Linked DNA regions of Mus musculus: region 1 is linked to region 2. A link is a contact called in public Hi-C data. All regions are on one chromosome and are shown on one strand. The core of a region is the stretch at or near the end of the contact, and the rest is flanking DNA. Distances in the headings are between cores, read along the strand shown. Region 1 has its middle 3.2 kb from the start of Gm51424. Region 2 has its middle 60 kb from the start of 6530411M01Rik.

What was found. A called contact is a pair of places that touch in the nucleus more often than the background predicts.
Region 1: a Hi-C map of cortical neurons shows a contact between it and region 2, with 1.8 times the contacts expected there. The contact joins two enhancer-like sites. A contact is called at or near these places in 1 of 484 Hi-C or Micro-C datasets (cortical neurons) and 1 of 115 datasets of contacts at active chromatin or transcription factors (stem cell-derived neural progenitor cells).

The regions. Positions count from the first base shown.
Region 1 is chr17:9,577,330-9,581,703 of GRCm38.p6, forward strand. No RefSeq gene overlaps it. Among named protein-coding and RNA genes, the nearest start is that of Gm51424, 3.2 kb to the left of the region's middle. Within about 2 kb of position 2,297, at least 54 of the 459 cell types and tissues checked have an H3K27ac peak or open chromatin away from gene starts, as enhancers often do. A contact at or near this core is called in cortical neurons, where this site is marked.
Region 2 is chr17:9,226,008-9,230,141 of GRCm38.p6, forward strand. No RefSeq gene overlaps it. Among named protein-coding and RNA genes, the nearest start is that of 6530411M01Rik, 60 kb to the left of the region's middle. Within about 2 kb of position 2,309, at least 21 of the 459 cell types and tissues checked have an H3K27ac peak or open chromatin away from gene starts, as enhancers often do. A contact at or near this core is called in cortical neurons, where this site is marked.

The DNA.
Region 1 (4,374 bases), core at 1,047-3,546, 350 kb after region 2:
CCTAGGGTGTTTTCTTTTGGCTCAGAAAATCCTTTTATATGTACTAATGTGAAGCAGAGAGGGGCTTACTAAGAGACTTGAATATATATTTTAAGTATAAGGGTTAAAACAATGACTCTCAACCTGTCAGACTCAACCCCTTTAAGGAACTGAACAACCCTTCCACAGGGAGTTTTCTAAGACCATTGGAAATTACAGATAAATATTTATATTACAATTTATAACAGCAGCAAAATTTCAGTTAGTAAGCAGCAATGAAAATAATTTTATGATTGAGAGTCACCACAACATGAGGAACTGTGTTAAAGGGTCACAGTGTCAGAGAACACAGTGAACACAACGGGGTTGAGATAGGGGGGTACTTACTTGGGGGAAATAAGACATTGTAGGGAGCAGGACAGGCTTACCAGGGAACATAGCACTGTGTGTCTTCTGTACACTATTTTAATGGCTATCAACTGACATCTTAAAGTCGCTGAAAAAAAAAATGTCCTTTTCTCCCTCTTTTTGATAAGTGTGATCAGAGGATCACTTCAGGAGTGTCCTAGATGGCATTAAAATCTGACAGGGTAAAAGGAGGAGCCGCTTGAGTTGTCCAAGGGGTTTAAGTTATATCCTTTCCCAGTAAATGAAACTTCTGATGAGATTCATAGAGAGTATAGATTTATTGGGGAGAATGAAGAAAGGCCTTAAGCAAATGTTGCCAGTTTTATTGGAATTCTTGATTCCTAGCTGACTTCAATCAAGCTCCTAAGTGAGGGTTTTCTTTTTCTTCCTGTGTCTCCACAATTTTCTCTAGCATTCTGTTCTACCTCAATAATATTCTAGAAAGGAAAGAAGAATTGAGTGTGTGATTGCTCCTACATATCAATATTTCCACCCAAGAGCAGACCTCATGGGTCCTTATAAGATTATACATAGACAGGTAATAACTTTAGGAGGATCCAGCCCACTTCCTAGTACTATAGGGGACTGTGGCTTATCATGGACACCCAGAGCTTCTGCACAGCTCTGGATATAGGATCTCAGCAGGGTTCCTAGCTTGAACAGGCTTCTTGCTCTTTCTTAGCAGACAGCTATGATATGAACTTCAGTCCCACATTTCTGAGAATACGCATTATCCTGGCGGCTCAATAAAAAAATGACAGTGAGTGAAGCATCCTACCCTGTTAGATATTCTCCGTTTTTCATGGGACTTCTTTCTCTGAATTGGCATCAGTAGTATATCACCCCTAGCCCTTAATTTGGAAGCCAGAAGAGACAAAGACATTAACACAAATTTTTGTCTACCTCATACAGTTCGCTTTACTTGTGGTAACTTGAGTTTACCCCAAAATACATCCCTTTAGGGGCTGGAGAGATAGCTCAGTGGTTAAAAAATGTTTGTTGCTTGTGCTAGAAATTATGCTTGCAGGTACACACACGTGTGCTAAAAATAAAATAGATAACTCTTTAAAGAATACTACAATATATAGAATTAAAAACACATTTTAAAAATATTTTTGAAAACGTGTCCCTTTACTGCCATGCCATGAAGCTTCATGTGTGTGTGTGTGTGTGTGTGTGTGTGTGTATGTGTGTGCATTCATGTGTGTGTGCATTCATGTGTATGTATGTGTATGCTTGTGTGCATGTATGTCGTGGATCTCTGTGTGTGTGTCTGTGTGTGTGTATCTATCTGTCTGTGTGTGTGTTTATCCTTGCATATGCATAGATTGCTAGAGCAATCCATACTGCTGTTCTTTAGCTCTTTCAGTATAATGATGTTTCAAAAAGTACAATGCCTCAAACATGCCAACCTTCTGAATTAATCTTTCCAACACACACACACACTCACACACACACACACACACCCTTACATCTGTTATAGGCTCAGAGATGGATAGAAACACTGTCCTCTGTTTTGATTCACCTGTCACAAAGTTCTTGACACAAGATTAAATATTGGTCATTAGATGAATTCTATTACTGACTACATTCTGGGCATTCTTGAGCCATAATCAGATCTCCCAGGGTTTCATTTAATTCAACATTAAATGGAAGAATTAACATGGAACTCATATTGATAAGGGAAATGAACAGCCTGGGGGGCCCTGTCAATACCTTAGCAAAGAGAAAAAGAAATCGCCGAAGGGCACTTTACTTTTGTCTGTTCACTGAATCAAACCAGCTCCGTGAAGACATGAAATTATGGCAGTCCAGACAGATAAACATGGACCCCTGAGACAGACCTGTCAAAGCCCGGAGCTCTGGAGCCATCCAGAGGGCTAAGAAGGGAAGGTTGTAAGATCTAAGGAATCTACCCAGGCTAAATGGTGAGACAGGACAGGCTCAGTCTGGAAAAAGCCACTGAGGGCTTAGGGCTTCCAGGAAGCTTGCAGTGGGGTTGGTGATATATTTACAGCCCGAGTCTCACTAGCAAACACCCCTGATATCATTGAATGACCCCGAATTACAAGAAAATAATTAAACAATAGCAGGAAGCCATGTCTTCCATTGCCTACTGAGGCATAAGATTAGGAAGAGACCCCATGAGAAAGCTAAGTCTCTGGGCCTCTCAACTCCAGATAAACAGAATCCAAGTGTCCAGCAAAATGTTAATGAGTTCTAATCTGCAAAGAGGTCTTGCCTGGGACCAAATAAATTTGCAAGTCCTGGCTATGCAACACAATGAAACTCTTCAGTAAAGACTCTCACAGACTATTTAGTGTGCTGCTCATGATAATTCCCCCAACGCAGTGTGGCATTTCCCAAACTCATTTAACTTGGGAATATTTTTTCTAATTCAGAGCCCCCATTAGCATTGGACGTTTGTGTATGGGTGCCTCTCAATTTGGAAAACAGTGGTGTAGGTCCATTTACATTTCAATGGATGCCTGCAGACAGCTCCCATTCTGTCGGTTTGGCATGAAAACCCCCAAGGAAGCTGACTCCTGACAGGATAGAGCATAGAAAGACCAGTGTGCCAGCCTAGGCAGAAAATGTCCGAATTGGCAAGCGTGTTCACAAATCTTTAGATCTGACAGTGCTCTGGTCATTTATGCTCAGTGCTCAGATCTGCAAAGAGCCAAGTCGGCCTGAGGGAAGTCATTGTCCTCAGAGGAACAACTGGGAAGGGAACTGAGCCTGGATTAGGCAGTAGGTGAGAAAGACCCTGTGGGTCGCTGTAGGTGGTAAACCTCAAAGAAAAAAAGAATGAAAGCCAGTGCAGATTGGCCTCCTGAACCTAGATCAGTCTTCTGTGGAGTCTAAGGCCAGGCCGTCATTGCCAACATATTTAAAGTACAGTATAATTAGACAACAATCCATCCAGTCCTAGGGGTACAATAAAACATTTTCCCTTTTTTTTTTTAAAAAATTAGATATTTTCTTTATTGACATTTCAAATGTTATCCCCTTTCCTTGTTTCCCCTCCGAAAATCCCCTATCCTCTCTCCCCTCCCCCTGCTCCCCAACCCACCCACTACCACTTCCTGGCCCTGGCATTACCCTACACAGGGGCATAGAACCTTCACAGGACCAAGGGCCTCTCTTCCCACTGATGACCTACTAGGCCATCCTCTGCTACATATGCAGCTAGAGCTATGAGTTCCACCATGTGTTTTCTTTGATTGGTGTTTTAGTCCCGGGGGAGCTCTGGAGGTACCTGGTTAGTTCATATTGTAGTTCCTCCTATAGGGCTGCAAACCCCTTCAGCTCCTTTGGGTACTTTCTCTAGCTCCTTCATTGGGAACTCTGTGCTCTGTACAATAAAACTTAAGGTATGACTAGATAGCAACTGCTTTACAAAGAACGTATGATTATGAAGGTGAGTTCTATAGCTAAAAGAGCTAGTATCTATTGAGGTCTCTACTGAGACAGCATAGAGGTCACCAGGCAAAAACATGCATAAGTCATCTCGCTGAAGGGATAGGTAATGGTCTGGGGATGGAAGAGTCTAAGACAATCATTTTGGGAAATTTGGGTGAGGTCTGCCTCTACAGGTAGCATAAAGGTCACTGGGTCATCAGCAAAATCACTCTCAGCTGTTTGGAAAGGAAAACAGGTATTTTATCACCTCCGTTGAGAAAAGGTCCTGTGTGTTTAACATTCCTAGTTCCCCTAGTGATCTGTGGGCACAAGGACTTTTGTACCTCTAACAAGTAGAGACAAGAGCCTTGGGCACAAATGACAGAGAATCCACATTAAGCAGGCTCACAGCTTCCTTGGTGATCTGAGGCTCCTGGCTATAAATCCACTCAGCCTGCATTAACTCCTGGTCTCTTTGCTGTGGAAAACATGGGAACAGAGGAGGAGTGAGGGAAAGAGAAGAGAGAAGGGGACAGAAGGAAGGAGGGAGGGAGGAAGGGAGAAGAGAGAAGGGGACAGAGGGAC
Region 2 (4,134 bases), core at 1,059-3,558:
ATTCTCTGCATGAGCATCACAGAGGCTGATGGGTACTGCCATGACTGCTGCCAGTGGTCACACAGTAGAGATTTGGTAAGATGACCTCACGTCATCCACAGATTTGTTTATGATGAGTGATGAGTATGTTCTTATATTTCTATTATTACATATATTTGTTCATATGAGTGTTTGAGTATGTGTGTGTACATGTGTATGTGGGCATGTATATGTGGACATGTGTGTGTGGACATGTATATGTGGAGATGTATATATAGACATGTATATGTAGAAATGTGTATGTAGACATGTGTATGTGGATATGCATATGTGGGCCTGTGTATGTAGACATGTGTATGTGGCCATGTGTATGTGGATATGTGTATATGGCCATGTGTATGTGGATATGTGTATATGGCCATGTGTATGTGGATATGTGTATGTGGACATGTGTATGTGGGCATGTGTGTGTGGACATGTGTGTGTGGACATGTATATGTTGACAGGTGTATGTGGACACGTGTATGTGGGCATGTGTATGTAAACACGCACATGCCATGGAGCAAGTGTGGAGATCAGAGGATAACTTCAGGTAAGGATTGATTTTCTCTTTCCCCTCTGCATTTCCTTACTGCCCTTTTACCTCCCTTGTCTTCTCCCTGCCCCCACACTTTTTTTCTATTCTTTGTAGTCTCTTACCTACATTCATGGTTTTCTACTGAAATCTAATTTCTACAATAAAAGAAAGCATCTGATAATTATCTTTCTAAGTCTGTTTATCTCCACATGATGATAATTATATATTTTAATTTATGATTTTAGTTTTCTTCCATAAAAATCAATATACAGATTCCCCCCCCCCAGGTACTTTGTGTTTCTTTGAGTATATGAATGGCTGTGATCAGCTTTAAGGGTTTATGGCGTTTGTCCGATCAAGCTTTCTATGTACACAGATTACAGATTCTTACCTTTCATTTCCACATTGATCACACATAGTTTCTTCCTCTGTGTCTACTTTGTATCTTTTCCAATAGTATTTGGGCCATTTTAATTTAAAACACCAAGTCATACCCATTTGCTTGCTTTCTGGCTAAGAGCTGGGTATCCCTACAGTCAGGCTAATGTTTAGTTCTCATTAGCTTCTGACTGTAGGCTGTGTCTCTCACCTCACTGGGACTTTTTATGTTGTTTGACAAAATGGCTTTTTCGACATGTCATGTGAGTTGACTTTCTGATGATTTCCATTGGCCAGAAGGATGAACGATTCTCCATTCTCCCATGTTTTTCCTCTCTTTTTTTGTCATGGAGTCCTTACCTCTTAATTGGCGAATACACCCCATGTCTGTTAAGCCTCTGCTCATCTATAGAAATCCTGGCATTTCTTGAGGGCCCCTGTGGTGAGCACTGCCTTCCACACTGTGCAATTCTCTCACCTACTGGAATATTTAATATGTGGAATCACAATGTGTTAATTCTGAGTCCCTATTCTTAGGTGGCTGGAGGGCAGGGGTATCCATCTATCTTTCTGTTGCTGGGCTCATCGTGGCTTCCATCTCACCGTCTCAATGACAACTGTACATATGTGTCTGCTTCCCTTCCACTCTGTGGTCTTAGCATTCTACCTTTGTCTACCTCTGAGGAGGCCACACTCACACTGACAGCAGTGAGTGAGGGACAAATGGTAACCTTCTCCCCCAACCCCTAAGAAAAATGGCTTGTGCCTTCCATAACTGCACAGCTCTATTAAAATCAGGAAAAGTGATGGGTACCAAGCCACTGGCTTTTCTTTTATATTCAAAATGAACTTTATATATGCATAACCCCTCCAAATGTTTCAATTTTTTGAAGTTAAAAAGCCATGTATCTAAAGGTGCCATGCACTTGGCCAAAAAAAAAAAAAAAAAAAAAAAAAAATGAGCATGGAATTTGAGAACAATTTCCCGTGTCTGGCAAAAAGCTTGTGGCAGATAATCCAAACAATGAGGTCATTTAGCAAAGCTGCACAAAGCAGAAGCAAATGAAAACATCTGTTTGGAAGCATCTGAAAGCCACAAAAACATCTAGGGTTTGAGAGGCCAGTATCCCCTAGAGAAGGCAAACACATTGATGTGGGCCCAGCACTGCTGCAACTGTTTCTCTTCAGCACAGCTGCCAACTTACAGCTGCTTAAATGGAGAAGCAAGACAAGCTCAGAGGAATGCCCAGCTCCAGGTGACAGGGAAGCACAGAGAAGTGGGAAGGTTTCCTGAGCTGTTGTTGGCATTGAAGTATTGGCTTTGCTTCAGTGCCGGCAGCACTGAGCAGCAAGTGGCTGCGTGGGATGGCAACCTGAATAGAGCCGTCAGCATCCCGGAGATCTGAAGAGGTAAAACTGAGTTCATTGGCTGTCAGCATGGAAGGGCCTAGGGAGGAACTGCAGCTGTCTGACTTGGAACCAGAGGTGAACCAGAACTCACAGAGGGACACCAGAGCCAGAGTTGGACCAGAACTCACATAGTCTACCGCGAGTTGCGTCGATTTCGAATGGCACTCTTGTGTTTTCCCCTGCATCTATAGATGTAAGGCAAGCCTCTTTTGAGGTCAGCAACTAGAAGCACTGCATTGTGGTTATGCCTAACAACCAGGTGCAATAAGAATGAAATCCCAGCACCAGCGAGACAGATCCAGAGGGGGCGAAATGAGCTAGTGGTTGAGATGTTGAACTTACAAGACACAAGAGCTTTAAATATTCAGAAAGAACACAGTAAGACATCATTTACCCAGAATCTATGCCCAATCTGTAGGTGGTATGTATAAATCAAGGAGTGTTGTAACTGAAATGAAAAGCTCACTTGCTTACCGCAAATCTCTCACAGTTCAAGAAAGAATTGATGGTCCGTAGAAACTATACAGTCTGAAGCACAAAGAGAAAAAAATATTGAACTGTAAAGATTAAAGAGGTACACATGGCATGGGGAAATATTTAGATGGGAGCCAGCAAATGGAAGGAGAAAGTAGGAAGGGAGAAGAAAAGAATAGGATCTACCTAAGCCACTTTATATACATGTATAAAAATGTCATAATGTGCTAAAATAAACAAAATAATAAAAGACATAAAAATGAGCAATCTGTATTGCTAATAACAGATGTAGGAGAATGCAGGCTATATTGGGTGATAGAACGGCTGAGAATTTTCTAAAATCGAGACGATCTTAAGATATAGTCAGATATAGTCTATAACTATTGAAAACCTCAAACAGGAAAATAAATATAAATCCATAGATACTCCAGGAAAACTATTAACAGCATCAGAAAGGAAAAAAACAATCTTAAAGCAGCCAGGAGAAATACGCCTCACCCAGCAAAGCAGCCGCTGCCTTCTCAGGAGACGAGAGGTAGTCGATGCCACATTTACAATTTCTAAAGCAAGTCAAAATCAAACCAGAATTAGAGAGATTATGAAAAGAGACTTTAACATGTAAGCAGCTAACCTCTAGCACTGAGGATTCTAATCTGGAAAGGAAACAAAAACTGGCAGAGTTTAGATGGGGATGGAGGGTGGGAGGTGGGGTGGAGCATGTGGGCACAATCAGGCTAAGTTTCCTGATCTTTTATATCCTGTGGCTTCAGCAGCAGTGGGACTCAAATCCACTGCTCTGTCATTGTGCATTGGGGAAGCAAACAATGAGGCACTCCTACTGAGCTTCCAAGGAGTAGGGGACCTTGGGTTAGTTTGTATATGCTTGGCCCCAGGGAATGGCACTGTTAGGAGATGTGGTCCTGTTGGAGTAGGTGTGGTCTTGTGAGTGTGAGCTTTAATACCCTTGTCCTAGCTGCCTGGAAGCCTTCTCCTAACAGCCTTTAGATGAGGATGTAGAGCTCTCAGCTGCACCTGCACCATGTCTGCCTGGATGCTGCCATGCTTTCACCTTGATGATAATGGACTGAGCCTCTGAACCTGTAAGCCAACATCAATTAAATGTTGATCTTATGAGAGTTGCCTTGGTCATGGTGTCTGTTCACAGCAACAAAACCCTAAGACAGATCTCAAGCTGCACAAGCTTTCAGCCTGTGTCTGAGCCACATACCCATAGGACACCCTGATCCAGAACATTGTTAGATTCAGATTTCAAGGGGCTCTCACTTTCTGTGAGAGACAGGTTGGTATCAAAGGTT